Regions from separate parts of the Sus scrofa genome. Here region 1 is linked to region 2. Evidence: chromatin contacts called from public Hi-C data. All regions are on one chromosome and are shown on one strand. The core of a region is the stretch at or near the end of the contact, and the rest is flanking DNA. Distances in the headings are between cores, read along the strand shown.

Region 1 (3,826 bases), core at 930-3,429, 190 kb after region 2:
CCAGTAATATTTACATCTTGCTTCTAATACAAAATATTAAGTTATAAAAATTTCACTAAATGCTAGAAAATGTTTTCTTTTAAAGGTCAGTCTTTCCTTCAGGGTAAAGCATTATCAAACACGACCCAGGATTAACTGAATGGAGCTTCCCCGCCAGGCACAAACCCTGCCCTGACCTGGGCTGACTGCACTGTCTCCAGGGACACTTTCCTTCCCACCAAGGGCACTTGCTCAGAAGCTGCCACCAATGGCTGGGGCAAAGCTGCAGTGAAGGAGAGCCTGGTCCCACTGACAACTTAATTTTGGAGTTCTAGGCTCTAGGACTGTGAGAGAATCAATTTCTGTTGTTTTAAGCCACCAAGAATGTAGTAATTTTTTTTTTTAATAGCAGCCCTAGGAAACTCATACAGCCACCAAACATTTTCATGGTTGCATACATACTATGGAATGATATGCCCTGGCTGAAAAGAATGAGATGGATCAAATATTGCTAGGAACACTCTCCTGGCACAGTGCTTTGCTTTGAGTATATAAGCTATAGCCCTATGTACATAAGAAAAAAATACCATAAGTGTGTTTAATGTGTGCACTCACTTAATGGACAGGAAAAGCTCCAGAAAGAGGCAGCAAACCTTCAACAACGCTTACCTGTGGACAGTGGGAATGGAGGGCAAAGGATTTAAAGGGAGGGGGGGTTCACTTTTTACTCCATATACAACAGCATTATTTTGACTTGTAAGGCAATAAACTTGTATGACTCTCGCGATTTTTTTTTTTTGTCTTTTCTAGGGCTGTTCTGGAGGCATATGGAAGTTCCCAGGCTAGGGGTCCAATCGGAGCTGTAGCTGCCGGCCTACACCACAGCCACAGCAACTCGGGATCTGAGCTGCATCTGCAACCCACACCACAGCTCACAGCAACACTGGATCCTTAACCCACTGAGCGAGGCCAGAGATCGAACCTGCAACCTCATGGTTCCTAGTCGGATTCATTAACCACTGAGCCACGATGGGAACTCTAACTTTCGTGATTTTTAAAACCATAGCCACTTAAAAGCATTTTGATTCGTGGAAGGTCTCACAATTCAACTCACCTGAAAGGCAGCTCATCCCTAATGGGCCGGTGTCTCTCTGATTACTCTATTGGCCAGGAGTGTGGTGGTGGTGGGAAAATGCCTGGCCCCCCAGATGGGGGTCATTTCTTTGTATGAACCAGCTAGTCTGTCTCTGTTTGTCAGCAGAGCAGGACACACACAAGAAGGCTAGAGCCCATCATCCTTGCTGCACTCTCTCCACAAGGAAACCCTTCCAGATCAGATTCCCAGCGCAGTAGCTGGGGACAAGACCTGAGGCAACAGCGAGCAAGGGATCATAGCCGTCCAAGTCCAGGCTCTGCCCAGGGATCGCCCTTCTCAAGTCAGGCCCCACCCCTTCCCAGGCCACGCCCACCCAGCACCGCCCCCCAGAGTAAGTCTCCTCCCCGGACTGGCTTAGCCCTGCCTACCCCACCCCAGGCTCTGCCTTCCCCTGGGTTCGGCTCAAATCGAGGCCCCGCCCCTCCAAGGTAAGGCCCTACCCAGGACACGCCCTTCTCAGTCCAGGCTCCGCCCCTCCCCGGGCCTTCCAGGCTCCTCCCTTTCCTGCTGCGGCCCCGCCCCCAGGTCCTGGAGGGGCTGGCGCTGGAAGCTTCTGGGGCGCGCAGCTTGGGCTTGGCACACGCTGGGAAGTAAGTCCGGGACTTCCGCCCTCGGCGAAGTGAGCCAGGCAGGCCTTCGATGGACCCAAGGCTTCAGCGACTTCGGAGCGGAGGCCTTGCCTGAGCGCCCTGGTGAAAGCGGCCTAATGAAGGCGGGTGGAGGTCCCTGCCAGAACCCCCAGCCTCAAACCGGGAGAAGCAGCGGAAGGACGTTCCCTTAGAGAAGTTACGTTTGTGGACAAGCCTGCGCTTCAGAAACCACAGATGTGCCACCGTCCAAACCGGTGTCCCCACTTTCACTGAGCGCCCTTCCAGCCCCTGCTCTTTCTAGAGAGAAAAGGAGGACGCTCCAGGATTCGTTTTCCTCACCCACGGCCTCCGAGGCCCGAGGTGTTCCCTTCCTCCTTTGTGTAGGAGTCGGATGTGTGTCTGGTAGGAACGCTGCCAGCCTGAGTGCCCTGGGCAAGGCTGAAGGGGCAGTCGATCCCAGGTCAATCCCAGGTCAATGAAGTGATTCATTCCCATAACTTCCCAGTAGATGGATCAGGAAGATCCGGGAGAATCCTTCCAACAAAAACTGCTGTGCTTGTCTTTGTCACCAGGTGATTTTTTTTTTTTTTTTTTTTTTTTTAATGTAGGCAGAAGTTTTTGCTGTTTGGAAGATGACTGCTGTTCTAAATGTTTGGTTCTCTGCAGACTCGTGGTTGTCAAGAGGCGGGGGGGACGGGGAGGGAGTGCGATAGACTAGGAGTTTGGGATTAGTAGGTGCCAACTATTACATTTTGAATGCATGGGCAATGAGGTCCTGCTGCACAGCACAGGGAACTATTGCCAGTTTCTTGGGATTGGTCATGATGGAAGATAATATAAGAAAAAGGAATGTAAATGTGTATATATGCGTATGACTGGGTCATTTTGCTGTATGGCAGAAATAAGAACATTGTAAATTATTTTAAAAAATATGTATATAATATATATTTATAAATATATAAATAAATTGTTGGTTCTCTAAACTGAGCCTCACCTGAGAGGCAGCCCTCAGGGAGCCCAGAGAGAGTGGCCCAGGTGCCACTGTGCTGCCTTCTGACCTGTCCTCTGTGACATATACACACTTCCTAGTCCTGACCTGACCAGCCGCTGACGTCCTGTTCTGAAGGGCATGAAAGGAAAACAGCACTGTGATTGGCAGACATGCTGTCCACAAGCCACTGCCATGATATGCATTTTCATGCTCCCAACTTTAATTCATTCTCTAATGTATTTCCAGACTGTTTCTCACCCTTTCGGATTTAGCTAACAGTGAACAATCAAGACTTTCCTCCCCCAGGTTGAAGTCATCACAGACTTCGTTAACTTCCCCCCACCCCCAGTCAACCTCCTGGTGGACTGCCGCACCAGTAGGAAGATATTTGGGGGCACGTTGGCTTCCCTGGACACTTCTAACTACCTAACACTACATGTGTGGCCTACGCAAGAGGCCAGCCCAGCTGCAAGCCTGGAAAAGCACATACATCAGAATAAATCACCCATATTAGAAAACGGTTTCAATTTACTAACACACTGAAATTGTCTTTCAGGATAATTACAGGTGCTAAAAGGAAAAAAGGGAAACAGAAGCCTAACCAGCAGTCCGTGAATGCATCTATAAGACAACAGACTCAGCTCGGAGGAGGCTGGCCCCTGGTCTTTTCCCAGGTAAGACGTGACTGGGCCGTAGCAGCTCCACAGGCTTCACCAGCAAGGCCATGTGATGCTGTTCCATTAGGTAGATTGATGCCTCTGGTACGTCTTTACCAAGTGCCAGCTGTGGGCTGGGTACGGTGCTCGGGTTTGGGGATGCACGGGGAACAGAACAAAGACCCCTGTCTTCAAGGAAGGTGCATTCCAGTTTGGAGACAATACAGATAACAACTGTAATAAATAGGCACATTCTCTAGTTTGCTGCAGGTGCTGAGGGCTCTGGAGAGAGGAGGAGGAAGGTGGGCTGGGGGCATTGACACTGTTTGGCAGAGCGGGTTTGTGGACGGGGCAGTTTGCCATCCTAAGTGACCATGTTCAGAACAGGCGTAACTCGGAATTCCGGTTTTGGCTCAGCGGGTTAAGAACCCGACATAGTGTCTGTGAGGATGTG
Region 2 (3,762 bases), core at 758-3,257:
CTTCCTTATTCCAGATACAAGAATCTCTTCTGCATTCTCATCTACAGACTGTACAGACTGCGACTGCTTCCAGCACAAAAACGACACGGTGTCTCTCTCCACATTATCCACAACCAGGGCACAGAATCCCTAACGCTTTTTAAAGTATGTAGGTACACAGGTCCCCCACAAGTAAGAAAACACCCTCTTGCTGGACACTGGTTACTTTTTAAGACTCGATGCCAAAACAAGCATGAGAATGATTTACACTTTACACGTATGTGATAAAAAATAACATCTGCAGCAGGAGAAAACTGTGCCTTTTAAAATTAAGGAATGTGGCGTTCTCGTCGTGGCGCAGTGGAAATGAATCCGACTGGGAACCATAATGTTGCGGGTTCAATCCCTGGCCTCACTCAGTAGGTTAAGGATCCGGCATTGCCGTGAGCTGTGGTGTAGCTCAGCAGCTACAGCTCTGATTGGACCCCTAGCCTGGGAACCTCCATATGGCACAGGTGTGGCCCTAACAAGACAAAAGACAAAAATTAAATTAAATTAAATTAAGGAATGTTCCTTACCTAAAAGTTCAGCCACACATGTATTTCAAAAGCAAAATTTCTAACAACGCATTTTCTGAAATACAAATATAAACATGGACAGGGCAGTAAGATCATTAACACACAAGGCACAAAAACTGCACCAGTTTCACAGAGAAGAAAGGTGAAAGCATGTGCTAAGCACCTCTGTGCTTTCACCAGCATGTAGAAATTGGAGCTTCCCCACAATACCCATACTTTTTTTTTTTTTTGCTGCACCCACTCAAGGTACATAGAATTTTCTAGGCCAGGGATCGAACCTGTGCCACAGCAGCAACCCTAGCCACAGCAGTAAAAATGCCACACCCTTAACCCACTGAGCCACAAGGGAACTCCCCCAGTACTTTTTTTTTTTTTTTTTCTTGTTTACTGCCATACCTGTGGCATATGGAGGTTCCCAGTCTAGGGGATGAATCAGAGCTGCAGCTGCCAGCCTATACCACAGCCTCAGCAACACAGGATCCGAGCCACCTCTGCCACCTATGCTGCAGCTTGTGGCAATGCTGGATCCTTGGCCCACTGAGCGAGGCCAGGATCGGAACTTGCATCCTCGTGGAGACAACATCAGGTCTTTAACCAGCTGAGCCACAGTGGGAACTTCCGATTTCAAAAGTGTCTTTTTCTCAACATTCTTCTAGTGAGGACACTGGCCAGACTGTCCACCTGAGGATTCTGGCTTCTTTCCCCCAGGCAGCAGCCAACTGTCTCCACAAGCACCTTTCATGGTGCCTGGACCTCGCCTAATCAGACACGCTCTCCAGAGTTTAAACTGCTACTCCACCCACGCTTCCCACAGACATCGAGAAACTGAGAGTGGAAGAGACTTCCCAAGGTCATCAGCAAAACAGAACACGCATCACAGCATTCTTGGTCAAAACCAAATTGCATCCCAGTGCAACACAGGCAATGCTTGATGCCACATCTTAAATCACCTTCAGCACCAGAGACGCAAAAGAGAAGAGCATGGCATGAGTGAGAAAAAGCCTCTCTTGCTGCTGATCGCCAGCCCCCCAAAGCACACTCCCCCCAACTCTACGTGCAGGTCGGTTCCTGGGAAACCTCTGTGGACGCCCCTACAGTCAGGCTGCAGGAAGACATGAATGCCCAGGATTTTGATCCTGTCACCTACTCAGTGGGGTTTCCTGTCATTCACAGAGGGAATGACAGGGGTGACTGAGGAGCCAGGGAGGCTCATGGATAGTAAATAATAAACAAGAAGAGCAAACCAGGAAGACAGACATTCAGACAGAACACAGCCAGCACTCAGCAAGGCTTGGGTTACAGCTGTTGTACACGGTGCTGGAGACGACGTGAAAAGCACTTCGGTTTTTCGTAATGTGGCAGAATGTCAATCGAGAAAACAGGATCACACACTAAGGGCAAACAGAACAGGGCGACAGCATGTGTGGGCGGACGCTGTGCCCTCTCGGGAAGCAGCAATGTCCACAAGGGACAAACAAACAGGGCACGTGGGCACATCCGTATGCCCAAAGCAGATCTGGACTATTCTCTGTCTTAGAAAAAAGTCAAACCTACTCCAAGAACCCAAGACAACCCACACTCGCACTGTTTTGAGCACATCTGGGTAAACCCTGGAGTTGGAAGCCTATCGGCACTAAATGGAAACTTCCTCCGTGCTGTGCACTGAACTTGGATGTAACTAAAGGCTAATGAGCAAAACTACAGCTAATCAGGTACTTTGATTGCCTTCTGCTATTATTGGAATTATTGCCTCTTAATCCTAATTTCCCTCAATTAAAAATTTTTTTCATTATTTTACACATTCATGGTGACCGAGTATAAAATCTGTATCTTTAAGAGAGTTTTCCACATGACACGAGCGACAGGGCAGGGCCACTGAAGCCTTGTTTTCACAGTTTGTGAATGAAAATAGAAGCTGGTTGGGGTGTGGGGGGTGCAAAATACAGGTGTTCCAGCCTGGCTCACAGAGACCGCACTTCCCTGGGCCAGGTAGCTATAAACATGTGCCCACAGGAGTTTCATAGAACAGGACCTTTAAAGAAAAAAAAAAAGAAAAAAAAAAGAAAGAAATCTCACTGTTTAGGAGAACTGTAATGCTTTTTTAACCTAAAAGCAAAATAGGTGTCAAGATACCTGCCAAAAATGTTGAAAACACTCAAGGGTGATAAAATCAGAATCAAATTTCAAAACCATGGAAAAGAGCCATACAACTGACAACACACAACCCCTCTGTTTGAATAATGCATCCTACAACACCAGTGAATCTGGATATGGGGATTCTGGATTAATTATATTTTTCACAGTTGCAACTTAAAATGGGGCCTGTCAGATGCTCATTCAAAACTTTAATTCTATAATACACATATTTAAATACTTCTGAACAAGTAAAACGATGATTTAAAAACCATTTTAGGAGCTCCTGTTGTGGCTCAGCACGTTGACAACTTAACATAGTGTCTGTGAGGATTCGGCTTTGATCCCTGGCCTTGCTCAGTGGGTTAAAGACCTGGCGTGGCTGTGGCTGTGGCGTAGGCCTCAGCTGCAGCTCCAATTCATCCCCTAGCCTGAGAACTTCCATATGCTCCAGGTGCAGCCGTAAAAAGAAAAAAAAAAATCTTATAAATAAAAATAAAAGCCGTTTTCGTCGTGGTACATCGTACCCGTTAGCATTTTTCTATTTGAAAACTCAATTTAATCTACATGATAGAAAACTGTGTGAAAACTTATTTCACCTACTAATATAAAATATTTTTCTCAGGTTTAAAGCTTTAACTTGTTTAAGATATACAAGATTGTATAGGAGATACATATATATATATATATATATGTAGGATAGGTATAGGATTATATAAGATATATAATAAAGGACAATGTAGATTTATCATCATCAAATTCAGTAAGAATACAAAATGTAAAACACGGTTTATTACGTATCCTGTGATTTCAGAGCTCCCTGGAGGCCTAGTGGTTAAGGATTCGGCATTGTCAGGGCTGTGGAGCAGGTTCAGTCCCTGGCCTGGGGAATTTCTGCATGCTGAGGGCGTGGCCCAAATAAATACATAAATATTTAAACATTTTTAAAGACAATAATTTTTAAAAGTCCCCTGTGATTTCAATATGCCACTGTCTGGGGTCACCCAACTTGCCTTCTCCTTGACTCTTGTGTATGATCTAACGGTGAACTGCGTTGAAAGAAGAGCGCATT

Evidence for each region. Hi-C and Micro-C count contacts between places; a contact is called where the count stands out from the background.
Region 1: a Hi-C map of liver shows a contact between it and region 2, with 10 times the contacts expected there. The contact joins two enhancer-like sites. A contact is called at or near these places in 5 of 47 Hi-C or Micro-C datasets (embryonic fibroblasts, liver and subcutaneous adipose tissue) and 1 of 2 datasets of contacts at active chromatin or transcription factors (skeletal muscle).

Annotation. Positions count from the first base shown.
Region 1 is chr10:57,664,357-57,668,182 of Sscrofa11.1, forward strand. No RefSeq gene overlaps it. Among named protein-coding and RNA genes, the nearest start is that of PARD3, 66 kb to the left of the region's middle. Within about 2 kb of position 2,180, at least 5 of the 83 cell types and tissues checked have an H3K27ac peak or open chromatin away from gene starts, as enhancers often do. A contact at or near this core is called in liver, where this site is marked.
Region 2 is chr10:57,477,859-57,481,620 of Sscrofa11.1, forward strand. All of the region lies in intron 2 of PARD3 (partitioning defective 3 homolog), which reads right to left. Among named protein-coding and RNA genes, the nearest start is that of PARD3, 120 kb to the right of the region's middle. Within about 2 kb of position 2,008, at least 2 of the 83 cell types and tissues checked have an H3K27ac peak or open chromatin away from gene starts, as enhancers often do. A contact at or near this core is called in liver, where this site is marked.